Linked DNA regions of Mus musculus: all the other regions are linked to region 1. The links are chromatin contacts, called in public promoter capture Hi-C maps. All regions are on one chromosome and are shown on one strand. The core of a region is the stretch at or near the end of the contact, and the rest is flanking DNA. Distances in the headings are between cores, read along the strand shown.

Region 1 (4,688 bases), core at 573-3,072:
GGAGTATTCCCATCAGCTCTGGTTACCACACAAATTTGTTTCAAGAAATAATCTTGGGGTAAGAACAAAGGCAGAAAATAAGACAGGGTTTCTTTGTGTAATCTTGGTTGTCCTGGAACTCACAGAGATCTGCCTGTACCTGCCTCCCCAGAACTAGGATTAAAAGTATGGGCCACCATCGCCCTGGTCCTTTCTTATCTCCCCCTTTCCAGCCCCCAATAGGGTGTCTCTGTGTAGCCCTGGCCTTCCTGGAACTTGATCTGTAGACCAGTCTGGCCTGGAACTCAGAAATCTGCCTGTCTATGTTGGGATTAAAGGCATGAGCCACTACCACACACCTGGCTTCTCTCTCTCTCTGCCCTTGCTTTATCAACTGTTTCAGTCTGTCTTGTGTTGCCTATATCTAAATACTTGAGACTTGGTATGTTATGGGGGAGGAGGGTGTTTAGTTACCCTTTGGAGGCAGGGGTGGTCTGACAAACATTACACGGTAAAATCCAAAGAAGAATGTCAAGTGAATCTGAAAGTCGCCAGAACACCAAAGCTAACTTTCCATTATATCCACCAGTACACAGTAATTAAACCAGACCTGCCAGACCCAACTCATTCCCATAAGCTCTAACCTAGTCCCATGAGATGTAATACAGTCTCTAGAGAAAGTCATTGATCAACCGCAAGACTGGTGTCCCCATTACCCAGTCACTTCCTGAAGGCCCCACCTTCTCACACTACTTCATTGAGAAATGAAGCCTCAGTGTGAATTTTGGCTTAGAGCAACTAAATCCAAACTATAGCAATCAGCAAAGGCAGGACAGCAGAGCTCGCCAGTTAGATTGTTTCTTGGAATGCTATCTTCCAGGGCCAACTCCCCAGGGGCAAGCACATGGAGGTTCCTACCAAGCCACATATTGTCAATGACTGAATTCTTTGCCATCTAAGACATAAAAGTGGAGGAGAGGCCATGTCCTTGATACCATCTCTTCCTTTTCCGATGGATGATCTCAAATCACAAGAGGCGTAGAGAAAAGGGTATCCTGGGTTTATTCTGAGAACTGGTGCATCTAATTCTTTTCTCTGAAAGTCACTTTCCTCTTTATAATGAGGAGCTAGACTAGAGAGATCCTGTGAGGAACCTGAAAGGCATGTGCTTTCAAACGTTTTGTTTTATGAGACAGGGTTTCTCTGTAGCTCTGGGTGTCCTGGAACTCGCTCTGTAGACCAGGCTGGCCTCGAATTTCCAGAGATCTGCCTGCCTCTGCCTCCACAGAGTTCAGGGATTAAAGGCGTTGCACCACGACCATACTACAACTTTCAAGTGTTTCGACTGCCTCGTTCCTGCCGTATCTTCACAGTAAATAAAACTCGCATGTGACTCAAAAGGCTGCTAGACTACATTACATTAAATAATAATTATGTAGCAAATGTTACCATCTTTAGTGACCTTCCAACCCCAATATTCAAGGTGTTCCTTTAGCGGATGACTTATCTCATCAAACGTATTCAGTGGTCTGGACCCCTGAATTTTGACACAGCCATCACAGGGAAAAACCATCAAGAGGAAAATCTGCGACTGCGTGACAGCCACAGCGCCCTCAGAGTTCACAACCCCTCTCTTCTTTCAGCCGCTACGAGACCAGAGCCCGGGAATTGCCAGGACCGCCCACGGCTTGCTACCATTGGCGGCCTCCTTGCTGGCGTGACTAAGGCTCCGCCTCTTCCCCGCTGGGACCACTCTGAGGCGATCTCCGGAAGCGGAGGGGGGCTAGAAATAGGGGTCGAGAGGCATCCTGGGCTTTGTAGTCCGCCTGAGCATCTGCCGCAGGAGAGTGGAGCCTCACTCTACGGAGAACTACAACTCCTAGCAGCCCCGCGGAGAGCGAGGCGAGGAGGCCTGAGTCACGTGGGCGCTGGGCCTGGGCGGGCTATTTCTCAGTGCGGCGGCGGCGGCGGCGGCGGCTCGGGGGACCGGGGCCTTTTGTTCGGAGCGGCTGCGGGGGGCCACGGAGCGGCGAGGCCCGCGGCCTTCCCCGGCTCGCTCGGTCCCGGCCGCCCCTTGCGGGGTTGCTGGGCCGCCCCGTGGGCCGCCTGTGGCCTCAGGCGCCGCCGCCCCGCCCTAGGCCCGCCCCACCCGGCCTGAGGGGAGGAACCGGCCGGGCCTCGCCGCGCGGCCCAGCCAGCTCCGGAGTATTCACCTCTCCTCGCTGAGCTCTGCACCCGAGGCTACCCCTCGCGCCTTAGGCCGACGCCATGAAGATCAAGGATGCCAAAAAACCCTGTAAGATGGGACCGGGGACCCGTGGGTTGGGAAGACGGGCCTTGGAGCCTCTGGCGGAGCGGCCCGCTTTAAGCTCGCGACTGTTCTCGGACGCCAGCCAGGGAGGGAAGGGAGGGATCGCTGCAGCCCCAGGTTGCAGGCGGCGGGCTTCCCCACCCCCATGCATGAGGGCCAGGCTCCTGCGGTCCCCCTGCCCGCTGCTCTCTTGCTCCTGCAGATCTGGGAGGTGCACGGGAGAATCTTGACTCGGGTTTTACCAAAATGGGAGCACAGCTACCAGGCCCCTCTTGAAAAGAGGTAGTCATGGCTGTCAGATAGGGGTTGGTACACCACCTCCCTCCCATTTTCCCCAGTTTCTGGGTTTCCTGCGCGTGTCCTTGAAGTCCAGGTGGGTTCCTGGGAGTTGTCAGCCTTGCATTTGGAGCTGTTCAACGCTTGTGCATGTACTCTGCCTGTAGATAAATTAATGGCTTGGGCAGTTTAGAAAATCAGCTGGTTTTGTGTTTTAGGGAGCAGATAAACACCAAGGTTAAACATCGTATTTCAGCTATTTCGAACACATTAATATGGTGATAAATACCTCGAGCTTTTTTCTGTAGTTGTACATGCATATACATGCAAAGGTTCTAACCCTGTTATGAGAGACACATCAAGGTTCACAAGCTGTCTTTTAAATGCCTCTTATTCCTGCGGTTGGCTTGTTTATTGGCTCAGTCTTTGTGAATGTTGTTCTTTCATTCTCTACTAACTGGGCATGTGGGGATCTGTGTTCCTGTCATAGAGGTTTTACAGATTTTAGTGTTTTATGCCATCTACAACTGCGCCTAGAGGTCAGCTGTAAAGGGGGCATGAACATCTTCCCTGCCTGTTCCCATAAACCTCACAGACTCAGCTTCCAACGCAGTCCAGAAACATTTACTTAAAACGTGAGAGTTCTCAGTGCTTAAAGATGAGGAAAGAGAACTTTGCTTCAGTGACTTTTAGTCCCCTCCTTGTACTGGCTCAAAGTGCAGTGCTGCTTCCCTTCCACCTACAGGGCATGGTCCTTAAGAGACAGTGTTTGTTTGTTTTTAGATTATCTGCTTATAGAAAGCATTAATGATGCTTTCGTTTCGTTTCGTTTTGTTTGTTTGTAGACAAGATTTCTCTGCAGCTTTGGCTGTCCTGGAACTCACTTTGTAGACCAGGCTAGCCTCTAACTCAGAAACCTGCCTGCCTCTGCCTGTCTAATGCAGGGATTAAAGGCGTGTGCCACCACACTAACTTTTTACTTCAAATCTGAACCAGGGTGTGGTGGTACACAGCTTTTACCCCAACATTCAGGAAGCAGAGACGAGTAATCTCCCCAAATTCTGAGGCCAGTTGGAGTTATGTGGTGAGATCTTGTCTCAGAAAAACAAAAACAAAAAAAGGAAGTCTGAAACAGTGACCACGTTTACATTTTCTGGGATAAATTAATGCACCTTAGGCTAGCATGGTGGCTCACATTTGTGATCCCAACTCCAGTACCTTCCTTCAGTGAACTTTCTCTGCTTGTTGTAGAATTTACATTTGGTTGATGGGACTTGGTGACTTGTGCCTTTAATCCCATGAGAGGCAGGCAGATCTCTTGAGTTCAAGACCAGTCTGGTCAACAGAACTAGTTTCAGGACAGCTAGGGCTACATAAAAAGTTCTCTCTCCAAAAAAAAAAACAAAAAAAAAAAAAACAAAAAAAAAAACAATCACTTTTATCATCTAAGTTGAATTATGTGTTAATTCATCTCCAGGAAAGAAGTAAGCGAATCAGGCCCTTCTCTCCCTTGAGGAACTTGGCCTCTCTGAGTTTTTAAGAAATTTATACATGTCCACGTTGTATGTTGCTCAAGGCCCATCTCACCTTTTCCTACATGATTTCCCCCCCACCCCCTGCATCCCTTTGCCTCCCAAGTGCTTGGTTTAAAGATGTGTGCCACCACAATTGGCCCACATATTTCTTTCTTTTTTTATTAATTTATTTAGTGTATAGGAGTACACAGTCTCTATCTTCATGCACACCAGAAGAGGGTGTCAGATCTCATTACAGATGGTTGTGAGCCACCATGTGATTGCTGGGAATTGAACTCAGGACCTCTGGAAGTGCTTTTAACCGCTGAGCCATCTCTCCAGCCCCCACGTGTTTCTTAAACTTTAGGTTTTTAGGTTCTGCCTATATGTATGCTGTGTAACTGGATTAATGAGGTGATGATGATAAAGGGTGATGAATATATTTAATGTGATATGGGTTTGGAGTCAGTGCCAACCAAGTAGTAAGATACTTGAAAATTTATGTATCCTGTGCTTCTATGTAATTTGATATAGTGACTTATTAATGTTAAAAACTGTTACTTCTAGTAGATAGTAAAGTATATTAGGAGGTAACAGTTGCCAATGTA
Region 2 (4,688 bases), core at 1,154-3,653, 690 kb before region 1:
AATAGATAATTCAGCTGAATGTCTCAGGGCCTAAGAGAGCTCAGCAGGAGACCCTCAGAATTGGTTTCCTGTAATCTGACAAATCTACCCTGATCAGCAGGCTCTCATTACCAATTCCCCGCACACATTTCATAGTCTCACACTCAGGGAGATCCTGAGTCACCAAACTGTAAGGACAAAGACCCACCGAGTGTTCAGCCATCAGCATATCCAGTGGCTTCTTGGGAAATAAACCCTTACCCTTAGGTTACACCAAGCAGCACCTTTTAAAGTATCAGTTCCTACTGTCCTGCCTGCCTAATGTGGGGTACATTACTATGGCAGAAGGAAAATATCATTTTCCACACTCTTTTCTGATAAAGGAGCTGCAGCCAGGTGTGGCATCTCCCTGAGAGGGTCTGTGCGAGTTTAGATTTTGTAAGGGGTTAGGTGGAAGAAAAGAAGGGGGTTCTCTGTGAAAGAGTCACATGAGAGAGAAGACTCCAGTGATCTAAAAAGGCAGAGGTCAAGAAGAAAGAGGCAAGATAGAATACCATGCTCTTTCTAGACGGGCAGTTGCCCTTTCTTCTAGCCCCTCTCTGTGCTGCTGAGCTTCCCTGATGCTCAGAAACGCCCCCCTGTAGCCCGGGGCACAGTCTCACAGAGCTCAGTCTTCTGGAAAACTGATCACTTCCCTAACAGCTCACTCCTTAAGGTCTGGCTCCTGTGTCAGGTTCCTTTGTCTATTGGACCTGATCAGGACAGACCATCCTTCTGGGAGAAAGCACTGACTGACCTGGCAGTAGAGTGCTTACTGGAAACAATTCCTGTTTCTGACCTAGTATCATACCTAGTATGGCTACTTCACTACCCTCCACCCCTGTCCCCGCTACTGTCCCAGGATCACCCTCTTTCTCTTTTCGTGAAGAATTTAAGACTCAAGATCAAGTAATGGTGTTCCAATATAGAATGCAATCTTTGAAGAAGACTTTTTACTTTTGTTCTTTTGTGTGAGAGCTTGTTGTTGTTTGAGACTGAGTCTTGCTATGTAGCTGTATGGTCTGGAACTTGTTATGTAGACCAGGCTGGACTCTAACTCACAGAGATCTATCCATCTGCCTCTTGCCTGGAGTACTGGAATTAAGTTGTGTACCACTGTGATTGGCCCACTAAAGAAGTTACTTGAGTGCTCAGAAACTTGCTAATCTTAAAGGTAAAATATGATCAATAACAGAACCTACTTCACAGAACTGTGAACAACGCTGTGATCTGTGAGGTGTGATGTCAACATCGCATTAGTTAGCCCACTCTTTGTTAACTTCTCCTCCTCCTGTTCTTTTGCCTTCATTTTTCTTATCATGAGGTCAGCTTCATTTAGTCCACAGATATTTACAGGGTAACTCAAAATAGATCTGTACCCAAAATGATTGTCCTATCTACTTACCAGAGGGAACAAAAGATCTGAGATATGAACCTGGCTTTGACAGCATGGATTCCACTGAGTGATCAATGTGGATAATATAAGAACTTTACTGTAGGTAAGCACAATTGCCCAACTCAAAGAGTATGGGACAACGTGCTGAGCAGAGTGAGTTCCCCAAGCCTGAGAAATCTTATCAGACAAGTTGAGAGGAGAAGGCATTCTAGATTGGCCAACAGCACCAACAGCGCACTTTAAATATGAAACCACCTAATGAGTCCAAAGGTCAGTGAGTAGGCAAGGTGACTCAAGTGTCTTGTGTGTTATGTATAGCAGTGGTGGATGGCTGAAGGAAGCCCTTACTCCAGGAAACAAGCTTGTGGGTATCCTTATAGTAGAGCCCACTGGAGTCACGGGATAAGTATGTCTCTTCAACTTACTTGCTAATTTCAAGCATGTTATCTGTCCATTTAAAAAAAAATTGAGATGTAATATGGAAGAGACTGCAGAATTTGCCTAGCAAATTTCAATTAATAGCATTGACAAATATCTTGCATTCCAAAGATATCATTGTTAAGATTCTTGTTGCTAGGATAAAATACCATGACCAAAAGCAACTTGATGAGCAAAGGGCGTGTTTCAGCTTATAGCTTACAGTCCCTCATCCAGTAAAGTCAGAGGAACTCGAAGCAGAGCCTGGAGGCTGGAACTGAAGCAGAGGTCATACTTCTGTTCAATAAGAGTGATGCTTACTGGTTAGCTAAGCCCCTGTGGCTTTTCTCAGCCTGCTTACTTATATACATCAGGACCACCAGCCTAAGGGTGAGACTGGACAATGGACTGGGTTCTCCCACACCAGTCACTAATTAAGAAAATGCCACATGGGCTTGATAATAGGCTAAGTACGAAGGCGTTTTCTTAACTGAGATTCCCTCTTCTCAGTCCCTTTAGCGTGTGTCAAGTTATCAAACACTAGCCAACACAAAGGGAAGCCTCATTACAGAACTCGGTCACCTGATCCTGAGATGACTCACAGCTAAGAGGAGAGTTTCTAGTGGAAGAAGTTGTGACTCAGAATGGACCCCACTTTTTCTGTCCGAGCCCTTTTTTTCGGGTTTCATCTACAGAGAAGATGAAGTTGTAAGAGAAGCTCTTTTTGCCTGAGGTTACAAAAGCCTTTACCTGTGGTTCTCCAATGTTTCTTATGTAAAAACTAAGGGATGGCAGGAAGTGTCATGGTGTGTGCATGGAGACTAAAAAACGTGTGTTTACTGAAGGGTTAATTAAAGCAAGGGAGGTTTGTGGGAAGCAACAATGAATGAGGAATTCTTAGGAGGCTGATTGATAGGGTAGGAGGGGCTGATTGTAAACATTCTCATAGACAATGCTAAGGAGTTGGATGTCACCCTGCAGGTGATGAACAGCCAGAGGATGGAAACATTGATTTTTATTTTAAGTAAAGGACTTTGGAAGGGATTTGTGAAGGCACTAGAGAAGTGCTGGTCTGAAAGCAAAGAAACCAGCAGGTAGATTATAGCAGCGTCATACATATAGTGTCCCTAATACAACCACCCTCCTCCTGTGTCTGTGATATTCTTTCAAAATGAAACTTTCACACTGGGTCACAAACTGAATATAGTGGCTTCATCGCTGGTGAGTTTTCTGTGCCGTATAAAAGCTTCAACTCCAGTGGTCCTGAATCCAGGCATCATTTGTGGAATGTAAAAGCTTAAGAGAGAGTCCGTCTCAGGGCTTCCAATGAACGAACGTTGCTATGGTTGTGATTCCTCCCCTCCCTGTTTACATCTTCAGCAATACTTTTCTCTCACACTAATGATATAGGGGGGGGGGGGCATTTCCATAAGTCTAGGGTGGCCAGTGCATGCATGGACCCAATGGCAGTTAGGAGTCCAAGATAAGAGTTATGGAGCTGCAAGTTCAGGGTCCAAATGGGTCCCAGGGGAGCAAGGAAAGGCCACTTGACCTGTGCAACATACCACTCTGTAGCAGAGCAGAGGGATAATTGAGAATAAATCACTAGACAACAAGCTCCAGGCATCTCAACCATATAAGCCCCCCCCCCCCAATTAACAGAGCTGCAAAAGACTACATCAAATGTTCAACATCACCATACAGCAGTGCAATCCCAGCATGTGGGAAGATGGCTACAAGTTCATGGTCAGCCTGGGCTGCAGGATGTGATGGTAGTTGCCCACTTGACAGAACTTGGAATCACCTGAGAAATGGTCTCCTGGTTGCATTAATTGTTGTGGGAGTGCCCACCTGCTGTGTGTGGCACCATTCTCTGGCTGGAAGCTTGGATTACAGAAGCTAAGACAGAGAACTGAACAGCTACCTACATCCATCCATGTCTGCTTCCTGACTAGATGTGCTGCCAACTGCTCCAAGACTACATCTTTCCTGTTGCCTCTACTTCTCCTGCCATGATAGACTACATCCTTGAACAATAAGCAGACAGAAACCTGTTCTCCCTTGAGTTGCTTTGTCAGGGCATTTTATCACTGAAACAGGGAAACAACCTAAGACACAGAGAAACCTTGACTCAAAAGGAAAAAGCCATAATGAAAAGATGTTGCATCTTCATACATGAGGATGCTTGTAAGGTCAAAAGAAACTGAGCATTGACATAAATCCTTAAGAGACAATGTTGCCATCTCTATTAACACCCAGCTCTCCACCAGAACCATCCAATGCTTATTAGAACATGAACATGCCATACTGTGTGATTCAACAGAAACCACAGCCTGAAGACATGCTCGCAGATATGTGCTATGAACCACTTTGCACATGTAGGTACAGCAGTGCAAACCGCAAACAAAACTTATTCCCATCATTAGAAGAGATGCAAAAGGACTCTAAAGTGGGGAAATATAAAGCAAGTAATATATGTGAGCAGACCCTACTCAGCAATAAATTCAAATCTTTACACTATGTTTACAGAGGAAGAAAAGCTGTAAACAGATATTCTGCCACAGGGAAAAAAGTCTTGAACTACGGAGCAATGATCCTTGTGATTATTTTTAGACCGATACCTAAATAGCAAACGTATAAATGTATAGATGGGCAGGCTATGACTCACCTTCTTCCTGATCTAACCTCTGGGGAAGAAGGTTGGGAAATGAGACGGTTAAGAACACAAAAGAGACATTAACCGAATGCCCCGTAGCTCAGCACAGTCTCCCCAGCTCATGCCTGGAGGAATTCAAGTCCAAATTTATAGCACTTGCATAGCACAGAAATCTCCAACTGCGAAAGTGGTGTTTAAAAA
Region 3 (4,688 bases), core at 1,481-3,980, 650 kb before region 1:
GAAATGCAACCATGGGCCCTGCTCCACAACCTCTCACTAATTAGCTGGGTAACTTTGCACGGAAGCCTACCTCTCTGATTCTCTTTTCTCCTTAGGAAGAGACAAGAGGTGCGTTTTGTATTTGAGATTCTGAGCTTACATTCCAGGAAAGCTTTTTGTGAGCACCAGAAGGAGTTAACTGGAAAACTAAAGTCAGCAAACCTGCAGCGAATCTCCAAGAAGGGGCAGAGTAAAGAACACCCTAGTCGTTGCTGGGGAAACCCTGTCCCCTAAGAAGACACATGTTAGACCCAGCCATTGCCAGAAGACAGTGGATGTAAAACACCCAGATTAGGTGATTTCTAAGGGTGTCTCTGCCCAAGAAATGCAGGTCTCTGTGCACCCTGCTCGTCTGTGTACGCATGTCTATTTCACTTGCCCAGTACTTAAAGATGACTGATTCTGAAGAACTCCCATGATCTGTGGTCTGTTTTAGGGGCCTTCTCTGAGGAAGTAGCATATTTCAATGCCCGAGAAGTCATTTAAAGATCCAGTAGGCTCTCAAACTCCCATGCAGCTTAAATAGAAACACAGAGGCTTACCACTGTGCTCAGAGAACCCACCCAGGTCCAGGCTGCAGGGCTGCAGAGCATGCTTTTAGTATGCATGCATTTCAGCAAACAAAGACAACCCCGCTCTTTGCTGTTCCAGACAGTCTGAGATGCTTTTGTGCCCTTGGGACCTTGCCCGGTCCTCTCTCATCTGCCTCAGCCCTGGTACTAAATTGGTTCAAGGTTTGTAGGAAAGCTTTGGAGGACTGAGGCAAAGGCATGTTTGGAGTTCTTTAATGCTGAAGTCACCATCGGAAGCAGAGCCTAGCTCTTTTCTGGCCACCAGAGGGCGATGGCGGCAGCAGCTGGGCAGAAACAGTTCCCAAGAATAACAGCAGAGAACTGAATCTCACGTGTGTGCTGGGGTTGGGGTATAAGTGTGTGGGGGTGGGGGGGGGGAGCTGGGGGGCAATTGAGTCCTTAGAGCTAAGTCTCTGAAAATATGCTAGCTATAATAAAATAAAATTTGCACCTCAGCTATATATTTACAGTGTGTAGTCAAGTAGCTAAAAGTTTCCTTTAAGGAAAATAGAAGAATCTGAGTAGCATTCATATGAGGGAAAAGAGAGTTCTCAGGCGCATAGTGGTTAGTGGTATGTGAACATACATGTTCTTCTCTGTATGTGACTGCATATTTTTTGTGTGTGAAAGTGCATGTGTTTTATAGTTAAGAGTATAGGGGTGTGGGGGGGTGTAGTGTGTGTGTGTGTGTGTGTGTGTGTGTGTGTGTGTGTGTGTGTAAAACCAAGGCTATTTCAGACCTTTCCAGTACAAGAGGATCTCAAGGAAGTCTGGGCAATATTTCCTCCAGTTCCTGCCCCTTCCCTTCAAACAAACAAACAACATCATTCCTACAAGTATGTATGGAGCCTGTAACATGGCCCTTCCCCACCGGCATCTGGAAAAGCTCAGACCAGCCAATTTAGAGCAGGCACTGGCAGAATGAAGGCAAGGCTGGGGAGGAGGGGGATGGGGAATAGGTCCCTTGCATGCTACTGCACTATTTTATAAAATCACGTTCTTTTCTTTGATGTGCAAGGGAAGTCTGTCAGAACGGTGGCACCTTGAAATAAGGAAATAAAGGTCCGCAGGTGACATGATTGCCCCTTAGTCCCCTAGACAGGAAGCAGATGAAGTGATGGTGTCAATACCGGGGTCCAAGTTCTTACATTTACTACAGAGAGAGAGAGAGACAGAGAGATAGACAGACAGACTGACTGACTGACTGACTGACTGACTGTGACTGTGTGTCTGTGTAGTGTTCTCTAATCTGTAAGTCCTCTAGGAAATAGTTGTTGGCCTTAGCTGTGAACACTAATTAGGGTAGGGGCAAAGTTTCCACGGATAAATGTGTCAGGGTACAGAATGCCTAGTAGCTGTATGGTCTCGGATAATCATTTCACTTAGTCCAACTTTGACTCTTTCACCTAAAACATGAAGCCTAGTTTCTGATGCTCCCATGTGGGTATTCTGTATCCAGCTCGGTGACTGAATTAAAAAAAAAAAATGAAGCCACGAGGTTTATCAGTTCTTGGCTCCCAAGAATAAATGAATTTCAATGTTTCTTTCCTGGCGGCCCGGGCTGGCCAAGTCCCTTTCCTTCCCAGTTGGGTCTCTCTAGCTCCCCTGCTGCCTCCTCCCTACAGGCTCTTGGTTGCTCCAGCAAAGTTCCCAACTTAGTCGACGTGACGCTCAGCGCAGCCAATGGGAGGCGGAGCTGGTGTTTTGGGAGGGGGGCGGGAGGGGCCGGGCCCCGCGTCTCCGGTGTCTACCCTGCTCAGTGAATGGAGAAAGCGAGCGCCGGCTAGCTCTCCGGACCACTCCGTGCCCCAGCCGCCTCTGTGCTCCGCAGCCCAGCCCTGAGCCGGACTTCCCGGGGCACGGTGCTCCCTGGCGCTCAGTCCAGGACCCAGACAGAGCCCTCACCTCTACCGGCGACCCAGAGGGACCCGAGGGCGCTCGGTACCTGGGCACCGTGAGTGATGCGCAGCGGGGCAGCGCCAGCCCCACGGATGGAGCTGCTGCCGCCGCCGCCCGGCGCGCCCCGCTCCGCCCGCACCCCGTGCGCCTGAGCGCCGCGCCCGCCCCTCCTCCGCGCTAACTCCGCCGCCCGCCCCCCAGGCCGCCCGCGCGCCTCCTCGGGCTCCTCGTGTCCCGCCTCGCCAGGCATCCTCCTCTGGGTGCGGGCGCTTGTGCACCATGGCCCTCGGCCGGACCGGGGCCGGCGCCGCTGTGCGCGCCCGCCTGGCGCTGGGCTTGGCGCTTGCGAGCATCCTGAGCGGACCCCCTGCTGCCGCCTGCCCCACCAAGTGTACCTGCTCCGCCGCTAGCGTGGACTGCCACGGGCTGGGCCTGCGCGCCGTTCCTCGGGGCATCCCCCGCAACGCAGAGCGCCTGTGAGTACCCACCCCGCCCGCCCGCTCAGGCCACCCACCCGGCTGGCTCCTACAGAGTCGCCCTCAGGGCGCAGGTCCTTCTTTCCTCTCCGGTGCATGGGGGACGATCCCTACTCCCCTACCCCTGCTGTCAGACACGCTCAATAAGTTGGGGGTGGCGTGGCTTTGGGCAGGTGTGGAGAGAAGTGTACGAGTTGCCCCCGCGATGGGACCGCGTAGTGCCTCCCTGGTTGAGGGCACCGGGGGCTTATCCGCTGACAGATCGGGAGAATAAAGCTAGCAGAAGGCTAGCGCGGAGGAGTGGGGGGGTGTCAGAGAGCGTGGTGGTCTCAAGGTTTGGGGTTGGGTATGAGGGGTCCATTACCCCTTGCTTCTTAAAGAGGGAGAGGCGAGGTAGCAAGCTAGACGGAGATGGGGAGTTTCGATCGCAGAGACCTGAGAGCCTCCTTCCCGGACCCCCTCGCCCCCCCCCCAAAAAAAAAACCTGCGACCCTCCTGGAGATCAGAATGGGCCAGCTGCTGTGTGGCTGTCCTTGCTAGGAAAGTTGAGTGTGTACGAAAGAGGTCTTAACTTCTGAAAAACCGGACGGATTCTGAGTGGGTGCTCTCAACACCCTCCCTGCCTGGAGTGCAGCATTGGGGATGCCAAGTTGCAGCCCGGGTGAATTTTTTATGGCCGGGTTATAAATGCCTCCCCAAACGGGCCGGAGAATGGAAATGCTGACAGCCCTTTAAATGAGACCTAGCGCTATAATCTTACAAACCGCACTCAGCCTCGGATCCTGGGGTTGGCAGCTAGCGGAGAGGCTCTTGGAGAGTGGGGTGGATTGACCCTCGTTTTAACCCCAATTGTGCAACCAAATATTTACTTTTCTTATGTCAGCGTTTTGGAAAGATTTATCATTTTGATCCTCACGACCAAATTCAAAATTTGGCCTCCGGGGGTGGGCTCCTTTTAGTCCACAGTTGGGGGCGGGGTGAGGGAGTATGGAGCCCTGGTGGTGGAGGGAGCTGGAGCCTCTGAGTGGGTGAAGGCTTGCCCTAGTCACAATTCCAGCCATTGCACTGCCCAGTTGCTCTCTACCCAGCCTGTCTCAGGGTTAGCATACGGGTCTTCTTCAGTCCTGCCTACTTCAGGTCAGGAAAGAGCCGGGTTGTCCTAGCTGCCCACCACTGTTATCACCCCTACCGCCTCCCCACACCTCCCCCTTTCTTCTTCTTGGCTGTCTAGGCAGAGACTTCCTAGAAATGCTTTCTTTATTCTGGGTGTTTTCTTTTGTTTGTTGTTTTCAAAGTGCAGTGATTGTTCTGTTGTTTAGACTGTAGAAATTCTGGAGGGCTGGCCCTGAGTCTTCATTAACACCAGGAAATTAGGATCAGAAATGCAAACCGACCTGCCCAATAAAACAGGGCAAATATGCCACCAGAGAAAGGGGCTGGAATCCAGGCATCCACACCTTCATTCAGGTTTTGTATTAGACCCTATTTGTGAAAAATCTCATTTAAATGGTATTTTTAGGTATGTATAAACTAAGTTCCCCTTCTCACATGAATGCTGCAGACGAGTTAGTGAGATGATAAATGTTTAGTGGGTGCTTCCCTGAGACATGTTGCATTTCCCTTCTTCCTTGAACCTCCCACGGTCCTATTTCTTACATAGCCAATACTCATTACTCGGCCTCATCCCATCTGTCCTGCATCC

What was found. Promoter capture Hi-C pulls out the DNA fragments that hold promoters and counts their contacts.
Region 2: a promoter capture Hi-C map of trophoblast stem cells shows a contact between it and region 1, with 4 times the contacts expected there. The contact joins the enhancer-like site here to the promoter of Pank3 in region 1. A contact is called at or near these places in 4 of 39 promoter capture datasets (the 3T3-L1 cell line, hippocampal neurons, second pharyngeal arch cranial neural crest and 1 more), 4 of 115 datasets of contacts at active chromatin or transcription factors (embryonic stem cells, large pre-B cells and trophoblast stem cells) and 1 of 9 other capture datasets (embryonic stem cells).
Region 3: a promoter capture Hi-C map of 3T3-L1-derived adipocytes shows a contact between it and region 1, with 4 times the contacts expected there. The contact joins the promoter of Slit3 here to the promoter of Pank3 in region 1. A contact is called at or near these places in 7 of 39 promoter capture datasets (the 3T3-L1 cell line, 3T3-L1-derived adipocytes, the HPC-7 cell line and 4 more), 1 of 484 Hi-C or Micro-C datasets (embryonic stem cells) and 7 of 115 datasets of contacts at active chromatin or transcription factors (the NIH/3T3 cell line, astrocytes, embryonic limb bud and 3 more).

The regions. Positions count from the first base shown.
Region 1 is chr11:35,767,673-35,772,360 of GRCm38.p6, forward strand. It overlaps Pank3 (pantothenate kinase 3), which reads left to right and starts at 1,823. Exons shown (of 7, transcript NM_145962.2): 1 at 1,823-2,275. The coding sequence starts at 2,248.
Region 2 is chr11:35,080,823-35,085,510 of GRCm38.p6, forward strand. No RefSeq gene overlaps it. Among named protein-coding and RNA genes, the nearest start is that of Slit3, 38 kb to the right of the region's middle. Within about 2 kb of position 2,404, at least 17 of the 459 cell types and tissues checked have an H3K27ac peak or open chromatin away from gene starts, as enhancers often do. A contact at or near this core is called in trophoblast stem cells, where this site is marked.
Region 3 is chr11:35,118,726-35,123,413 of GRCm38.p6, forward strand. Slit3 (slit guidance ligand 3) reads left to right here and starts at 2,731. Exons shown (of 36, transcript NM_011412.3): 1 at 2,731-2,986. The coding sequence starts at 2,790.